Regions from separate parts of the Sus scrofa genome. Here region 1 is linked to region 2. A link is a contact called in public Hi-C data. All regions are on one chromosome and are shown on one strand. Each heading gives the region's core, a stretch centred on a gene start, on an enhancer-like site or on the middle of the called end of the contact. The rest is flanking DNA. Distances are from core to core; before and after follow the strand shown.

What was found. Hi-C and Micro-C count contacts between places; a contact is called where the count stands out from the background.
Region 1: a contact with region 2 is called in a Hi-C map of alveolar macrophages, with 1.9 times the contacts expected there. The contact joins two enhancer-like sites. A contact is called at or near these places in 3 of 47 Hi-C or Micro-C datasets (alveolar macrophages, embryonic fibroblasts and omental adipose tissue).

The regions. Positions count from the first base shown.
Region 1 is chr1:229,652,505-229,656,286 of Sscrofa11.1, forward strand. All of the region lies in intron 15 of PRUNE2 (protein prune homolog 2), which reads right to left. Among named protein-coding and RNA genes, the nearest start is that of PRUNE2, 190 kb to the right of the region's middle. Within about 2 kb of position 2,182, at least 9 of the 83 cell types and tissues checked have an H3K27ac peak or open chromatin away from gene starts, as enhancers often do. A contact at or near this core is called in alveolar macrophages, where this site is marked.
Region 2 is chr1:229,267,315-229,271,485 of Sscrofa11.1, forward strand. PCSK5 (proprotein convertase subtilisin/kexin type 5) reads left to right here. Exons shown (of 37, transcript XM_021065005.1): 28 at 2,169-2,252; 29 at 3,736-3,931. Among named protein-coding and RNA genes, the nearest start is that of RFK, 68 kb to the right of the region's middle. Within about 2 kb of position 1,332, at least 1 of the 83 cell types and tissues checked has an H3K27ac peak or open chromatin away from gene starts, as enhancers often do. A contact at or near this core is called in alveolar macrophages, where this site is marked.

The DNA.
Region 1 (3,782 bases), core at 932-3,431, 390 kb after region 2:
TCAAAAGTACAGGTGACAAGAGTCCCCTCGCTTTGCTATTCCTTTTTCTCCTGCCACCCTCCTCCCCTCACTGCCCTCTGCTGCATGTATCTACAAAAGATTGGACAAGTATTGTCATTTTCCTTAGTTCTCTGGGAAATCATTTCCTTTCATCACCCTGCATAGCTATACCCTTGCCCCACACCTATAGGAAGCCAATATATTTGTATATCAACTATCTCATTTTTATATCATTCCAATGGTGAGTTAACTAATGGTAATGGTTTCATGCTCTTTTAGCATGCAGTAGTTCAGGCTTTTGAATGTAATCTCTGATAATGTTATGTGTCAACTTGGCTAGGCTAGTTGTTTCGTTACACACCAATCTAGATGTTGCTGTGAGGATATTTTTTAGATGTGATCAATACTGAAATCAGCAGACTTCGAGTAAGGCAGATTCCCCTCTGGGATGTGAGTGGGCCTTGTTCAATCAATTAAAGGCCCTAAGACCAAAGTCTGAAGTTTCCTGAAAAAGAAGGACCTCTTCCCAAGCCTGCAACATAGAGACTCTGCCTGTTTCCAGCCTGCTGCCCTGTCTGACTCAAGAATGCAATAGCTCTTGCCTGAGTTTCTAGCCTGCTGGCTTGTCCTACAGAATTCAGATGTGCTAGCCTCAAAAACTGTATAAGCCAATGTCAGTTCCTTAAAACAACTTCTCCTTCCACCCTCCATCCCCCTTCCCTCCCTCATATGTGTATATTGCTCTGGTTGGTTCTATTTCTCTGAAAAAACACGGACCAACACATAATACCCCTTTGTCACATGACATTCTTGCAACTCTGCCTTCTTTGAAACAAACCTATACACGGTTCTTTAAGAAAAAACAAAGATCTGTGACCCCATAGGAAAGATCAGGCACAGGCATCACTGGGGACTTGGTGTGCAATCCTTAGCTGGTGGTCTACAGCTGGAAGATGACCAGGCTGCTGGCAAAAGCCTCTGTGAAGACTGATTCTAGGGAGTGAGAACACAGTGCTGAAGCAGACTGTTTACTCTCCCAGCACTCATACCAAGTTCTGTGAATAAGACTCACTAGGTAACAAGGCTTCTTTCTGATGCTCCTTCCGATGTTGAAAACACAGCTTACTGCCCTCAACACAGTGTGGGCATTGCGGGGGTGGGGGGGGCCTAGGTGATGTGACAGCAAGAAGTCAATGCAACTCATCTTGCATATACTATCAGCTTATTTTGAGAAGCAGGTTTTAATTTTCTTTTTTTCAAGGCAGTCTGGATTTTGGTCCTATGGTCAGATTATGCATCAGAAGATGACTCCAGGTTTTGGTTGGGAAACTATGGCTATCTTATCACCTTGCTTCTGTGATTACCTTCCTGTCTCCAGGATTTCCTTTATGTTACTCTCTCCAGTTAACTTGGCTGGCCTCTTATCTCCTTCTTTGTCTTTCCAGACTATGACTTTCCTTTCATGCCTATCTCGAATTGCATCTCTCAGGACCTCGGTATGACTTTTGAGAGGCTTAGACACACTTTTGCCTTCATGGGCTCTTTGCTTCACTTTAAAAAAAACCAAAACAAACCAAAACCCTAAAAATTTGTTTCATATCCACATTGATAGAAGGAAATATAATTCACACCAGAATATAATCCACACAGTAATATAATCATTTTTTTCTTTTGATTTTTAAAAGAAATTCAAAGCCTCTCAGGAGTCTCTTAAAGTGTCCTGGGCCCTGGGCACTCCTGGGTAATAAGCTCTTCCTGGTTCTTTCTCCATACAAGTGTCCTACATAGATGCCTTTCTGTTAACTTACTAGCATTAACACACATTCCAGACAGAGAGAGGCTTAAATTCAAACTCCCCAGCTTCTTCAATTTCTTTTTTTTTTTTTTTTTTTTTTGGTCTTTTTCCAGAGCTGCACCCACAGCATATGGAGGTTCCCAGGCTAAGGGTCTAATGGGAGCTGTTGCTACCGGCCTAGGCCAGAGCCATAGCAACGCCAGATCCGAGCCACATCTGCAACCTACATCACAGCTCACGGCAATGCCAGATCCTTAATCCACTCAGCAAGGCCAGGGATTGAATCCGCAACCTCATGGTTCCTAGATGGATTTGTTAATCACTGAGCCACAACAGGAACTCCTTTCACTTTCTAACTATAAACTAGATCAAGTGATTCACACTTTCTGAACATCAGTTTCCTCCCTTGTGTAATTCTTACCTCATACAGTTGGCATGGTAACATGAGCTCCTGTGTATACAGTTCAGTACCTGGTCCAGGGCAAATCCCTATAACTGGTAGCTATTTACTTATTTTTGGATTTTTAGGGCTGCACCTGCAGCATATGGAAGTTCCCAGGCTAGGGGTCCAATCAGAGCTATAGCTGCTGGCCACGGCCACAGCCATGCAGGATCTGAGCCGAGTTTGCAACCTATACCAGAGCTCACAGCAACGCTGGATCCCCGACCCACTGAAAGAGGCCAGGGATTGAACCCACATCCTCATGGTTACTAGTTGGATTCATTTCTGGTGAGCCACAACAGGAAATCCATAACTGGTAGCTATTTAAATGACATTGGTCATCAACTATTTTGATTTAAATTTCACACTATTATCTACCTTTTCACTATGTTTAAATCCTTTATTAAACTATAAACTCCTAGAGGGATGGGGGTAAGTTTTAAACCAGTGGGTCTCAAACTTTGCTGTGCCTCAGAATCCCCTAGAGGAGGAATATGACAGCTGGACCACACCCCAGGTTCTTGATCAGGAGGTATGAGGTGGGACAGGCAATGTACCTTTCTAGCAAATATCCAGGTGTTGATGAGGCCTGTTGGTTTTTGGGCCCCACCTAGAAAACTACTGTTTTAGATAGTAGTTAGATCCTCCCAAGATCCATCAGGAAGAAATCTTTCAGACATATTCAGAGTAAATTATTTATGCAAAGGTAATATAAATGCCAGGGGAAAATCTGTCCCCTCCCCAGCAGTGAGAAAATTTTCATTACTGCGGGAGCTGAGCAGAAAGGGATGAGCAAAGCAATCTCATTAAAAGCAAAGAGGCTAGTGGCACAATTGAACACAATCATCTGTTGGATTTCAGAGCCGTGTGCAAAATGCAGACAAGGAGCCAAATAATAGCTCAGCCAACTTGAGGCTGCCTGAATTCTGAGCTCAATCTATAACAATGCCAGCAGGGCTGCTGCGATCCATCTGCTACTCTCTTTCCGATAACGGATCTGAGGTCTCTCTGGAAGGAAATAGCTTGACAGGAAGAAAGAAAGATTAGACCAACTGAAAATGTCTGGATTTATGAAGCTGCACTCGAAGATGGTGTAGCTTTTAACTCTTTATGGCACTTTGCTAACCTTCATTATACTCCTGCTGTTCTTTCCGATTTCTGTTCCTTTCATGAAGAAATGTAATTTGTGAATGCCAAAGCTCTTCCGGGAACTTTCTATTTACAAATTAAGGTCAAGGGATTTAATACTGAAGGAAAGATTGAGATCCTCCAGCCCAACCCACTCATTTTATGGATGAGGAGACTTAAGCCAAGGCTTAATCCTAAAATATAAAACGGCAGTGGCAGAGCCAGGCTGGACTCAGCTGCTTTAATTTGCAGTGGGTCTGTGATATGTACAGTCCTTCAGGCTTTCAAAAGTGAGCAGGAAAGAGATATCATTTCTCCACTCTATTTTATGGGGGAAGCATGATTTTCCCCTTTCCTTAAGATACTTTTCACAATTTTCTGTTTTGTGACAGCAGGAGGCTTTATCAGGCCAAGGGA
Region 2 (4,171 bases), core at 82-2,581:
ATCAAGTCAAATTTTACTTGAGATTAAATCACTAATCCATGTTAAAAGAGCTCTGGCTGGAGATGACTATCCTTTGCCCAACCTGATTGCTAACTATGTGTACAGAGTACCCTCTAGTGGATACATGAGGACATTACAGACTTTTATACCTGGAATACTGGAGTAAAATATCAAATGGCCAGATTGTGAGACATATATACGTAATTATAAATGAACATATGTGTATAAATATATATTATATATTTTAAATGATAAAATTAATGAAGACTTTTTTTTAAATGTACATTTTAGCATAAAAATGATAAAATAAAAACAAGATCAACCCACAGCCTGGACATACAATATTAAAGACTTTCAAGGTGCTCAATATCTGATGAATGTTATTTTGTTATTATTCTTCGAATAACTGCTCTCAGCAAGTAAGCATTTTATCTTAGCTTAATTGAGACATACTATTATATAACATTGTATATGTTTACTATGTATAACAAGATAATTTGATATATATGTATAGTGTAAAATGATTACCACAATAAGGCTAGTTAATACATCCATCACCTCCGTACACACCACTTTTGTGAAAATCCTGGGACTAGCTTTGTTCTGCATTGGATGATTGAACTCTTAACAGATTCCCTCAGGGAGAATACATCAGGCAGGCAGTCTACTGGAAAACAAGTGCAAAATTTTCTCTTCAAACTAAGAAAAAACTGCCACTCAGCATGGCAGGATGGATAATCATTTATATCTATCTACCTGCCTACCTACCTATCTAGTTTTCTCTGTAGCAAGGCTCAGAAATTGATTAACTGTGAGTGTCATCAGAGAAACCAAGCAATGCCTCGTGGTACACTCCACATAAGGAACAGTAAAGAGAACAGGAAATAAAACAAAACCTCAGAAATAGGGTGGACTGGTAACAAATGAGGAAATTGAGAGAGAAAAGAAAGGAAGCAGAAGGAACTTCCATTTACTAACCCATGATGTGCACACTTTACAAACTTATTCCCACTTCACAAGAGTCCTTTAGGGGAAGAATCATTTGCTCTCATTTTTAGAGACATGGAAAGTAGGACTCTTGGAGTTTAATTACCTGGAAGTGGCACAGCAGGAATCTGAAGGCAGGTGTGACTAAAGAGCCAATTCTGCCACCCTGACTCTCAGGAGGAGAAGAAAGGAAATGAAAGGCAAGAGAGGAAGGGAGGAAGAAAGAAAAGGAGGGAGGGAGGAAGGAAGGAAGGAAGAAAGGCAGCAGGCAAATGGTAAGATGCAAACAATAATGACTGATTCAGCTTCACAGTCATTCATATGACACATTCTGACCTAGAACTTTTTCTAATATTCCCCTGTATGAGTAATGTTGGTTCCCAAGCAGCTACTGAAATTTAGTCAAGCTCTCTCCCTGTACTGACTGAAAGATGTCACTGAGGTTGTTATGTATGCCTATGAAACTGCCATGTGGAGTTGCTGATTTCCTGGATAAGCTTGCCCATCAAGTGGTGATGGGGAGGCAGAAGTGACACATCTTGAAGATTTTCTAGCTTAGTGGCATGGTAACCTAGAATGGCCTGCCTATCTTGGGAAATAAGAGATTACCTTGGAGTTTCCACTGTGGCACAGTGGGTTAAGGATCTGGTATTGCTGCAGCTGTGGCACAGGTCCCAGATGCAGCTCAGATTTAATCCCTGGCTTGGGAACTTCCATATGTCCTGGGTGTGGCCGAAAAAGCAAAAAGCAAAAAGCAAAAACAAAAACAAAAACAAAAACAAACCCAAAAAACCAGAGATTACCTTTGACTCAAAAATTCTTGCATGCATGCACACAACCACATACTCCCTCGCTCTCACACATTTTTAAAATATGAAAGAAGTAACATTTGACAGTTCAAATATCCCCTTAGTATTTAAGGCTATCCTTAATATTTCACTGGAAGTTTGCAAAGAAAATCTTGATAATCAATTGTCAATGAAGGAATAAGAATAATAAAATAAAACAAATGAAGCCCACGTGGTAGGTGATGGGTGGTGCCAACATTTAGCTAATGTCAAGTTGAAGGGTTCTATTTTGGGTGAAAAGGGAAATGAGTTTACCCATGAGACCTTTCCCAACATCATAGTGCTATGAGCCTGTTCAAAAGTGGTGGACTTCTTGCTTCTTTCCCTACACAGATCTTGTGAGAAGATACCAGCCTTGTCATTCTTCTTGTAGAACCTGCCATGGATCAGCAACCCAGTGTACTTCATGTCCAAAAGGTTAGCATGGTGTGTAGCAGGAGGAGGCAGTGGCCAGGCCAATTCACACACATTGACGTCTTTACGTAAGGGATTTGCAGGACTAGATCTAGCTCCATCACGTGTTTCTATCACAATTCTGGAGAAGCTCGGGGACCTGCACACTGACCTATAATAAAAATTGGCTTTCAAGAGACCAAAAGATAAAAGAAAATGTTTCCTATCCAAAGGGCACGATGAAATTATTGATTGATTTGGCCATGGAGTTTGTTAGGGTCTCTGGGTGCGTGACATTCCTAGAGATTACATTATTTTTTAAATTCACTAGTTGAAACAAGAGAACTTAGGTTGGAGTTCCCGTCGTGGCGCAGTGGGTTAACGAATCCGACTAGGAACCATGAGGTTGCAGGTTCGATCCCTGCCCTTGCTCAGTGGGTTAACGATCCGGCATTGCCGTGAGCTGTGGTGTAGGTTGCAGACGTGGCTCGGATCCCGAGTTGCTGTGGCCCTGGCGTAGGCCAGCAGCTACAGCTCCAATTTGACCCCTAGCCTGGGAACCTCCATATGCCGTGGGAGTGGCCCTAGAAAAGGCAAAGATGAAAAAGAGAACTTAAGGTAGAGAATCTACCCGGCATTTTTCTTGATTTCTGGTACTGAATTTAGGAGAGGAAAAAAAAGAAAAAAACACAACAATGTATCAGCCCAACAAATTAATTTATTTATCATCTAGAAAAACACAACATCAGAAATAACTTCCCTAATTTAGGGGGACAGTTTATTAGCATGATACATTAAGAATTAAGAATGTTATACTCCCATTAAAGCGGTGATTATGTTGGGATGTGCAATGTTAATAGTGAGATGAGATGCAAAAACAACAAAACTTAGAATGATAGGTGTGCCGTGGTTCTGCTCCAACAATATATAAAAGTCTACACACAAAAATTGATGGAATTTTCTTGGATTTTGCACTTCAGGGTGAAGTTTACATTCTTTCTTTCAATAATGATGTTATCTGATTTTTTTGCCATTCAAAATAAATTGATGGACCATCCATTAAAGATGAAGTTGGGTGGAAGGGTTGCTACTATGTTAGGGTCCTAACGGGAAAGACTTTGTGCTGCAGAAGAACAGACTCCATCAAGCTGTGTGTGTGTGGTGTGTGTGTGTGTGTGTGTAACAGCCTCACACCAGGACGACAGACAAATGTCTTAATAGACTGAGCACCTGGGCAAAGGGAAGCCCCGGGGTGACCTGTAGCAATTATCAGTAGGAAGGTCAAAGAAACAAGCCAAAAACCTCTTGGGTCCAGTTTTTCTAGTTTTAACTTATTTTGGAAGACTTTGCATCACTAATAGATATTTTGATAATCCTGAAATAATATACTTGGGTCTTTGGTGCAGTTAAAAAAGCTGTTGGGAGCATCTGTTCTCTGCGTGGACACGTATGCTATTAGATCAGACATGTGATAACGTCTGACCCGCCTTCCTCCCTGGGTTTCTAGGTGCATACCTGTTGGCTCAGACCTGCGTCTTGTCCTGTCCCCAGGGCACGTGGCCCTCAGCAAGGAGTGGCAGCTGCGAGAACTGTACAGAGGACTGTGCCTCCTGCTCTGACGCCAATCTTTGCAAAAAGTGCCGAACACAGCCGGACCACCCCCTCTTCCTCCACGAAGGCAGATGCTTCACCAAGTGCCCTGAGTAAGTTTTCCTTCCCTTTCACTTGCTGCTCATGTTCATCCTCCTGCAGTACGCTGGGACAATTCCTTTCCCTTCACCAAAGACCTCCTCTCTTCCTTGTTTCTTGCATCAGCTTTTCTTGCCTGACTGTCAGACATCCCTGTTGGCTATAGCAGCCAAAGAAAGCCTACATAAGGCAAGATGCATGCTTCTCCCTGGTGATCATGAGATGTACATAGTTTTACTTTATAAACATATGTT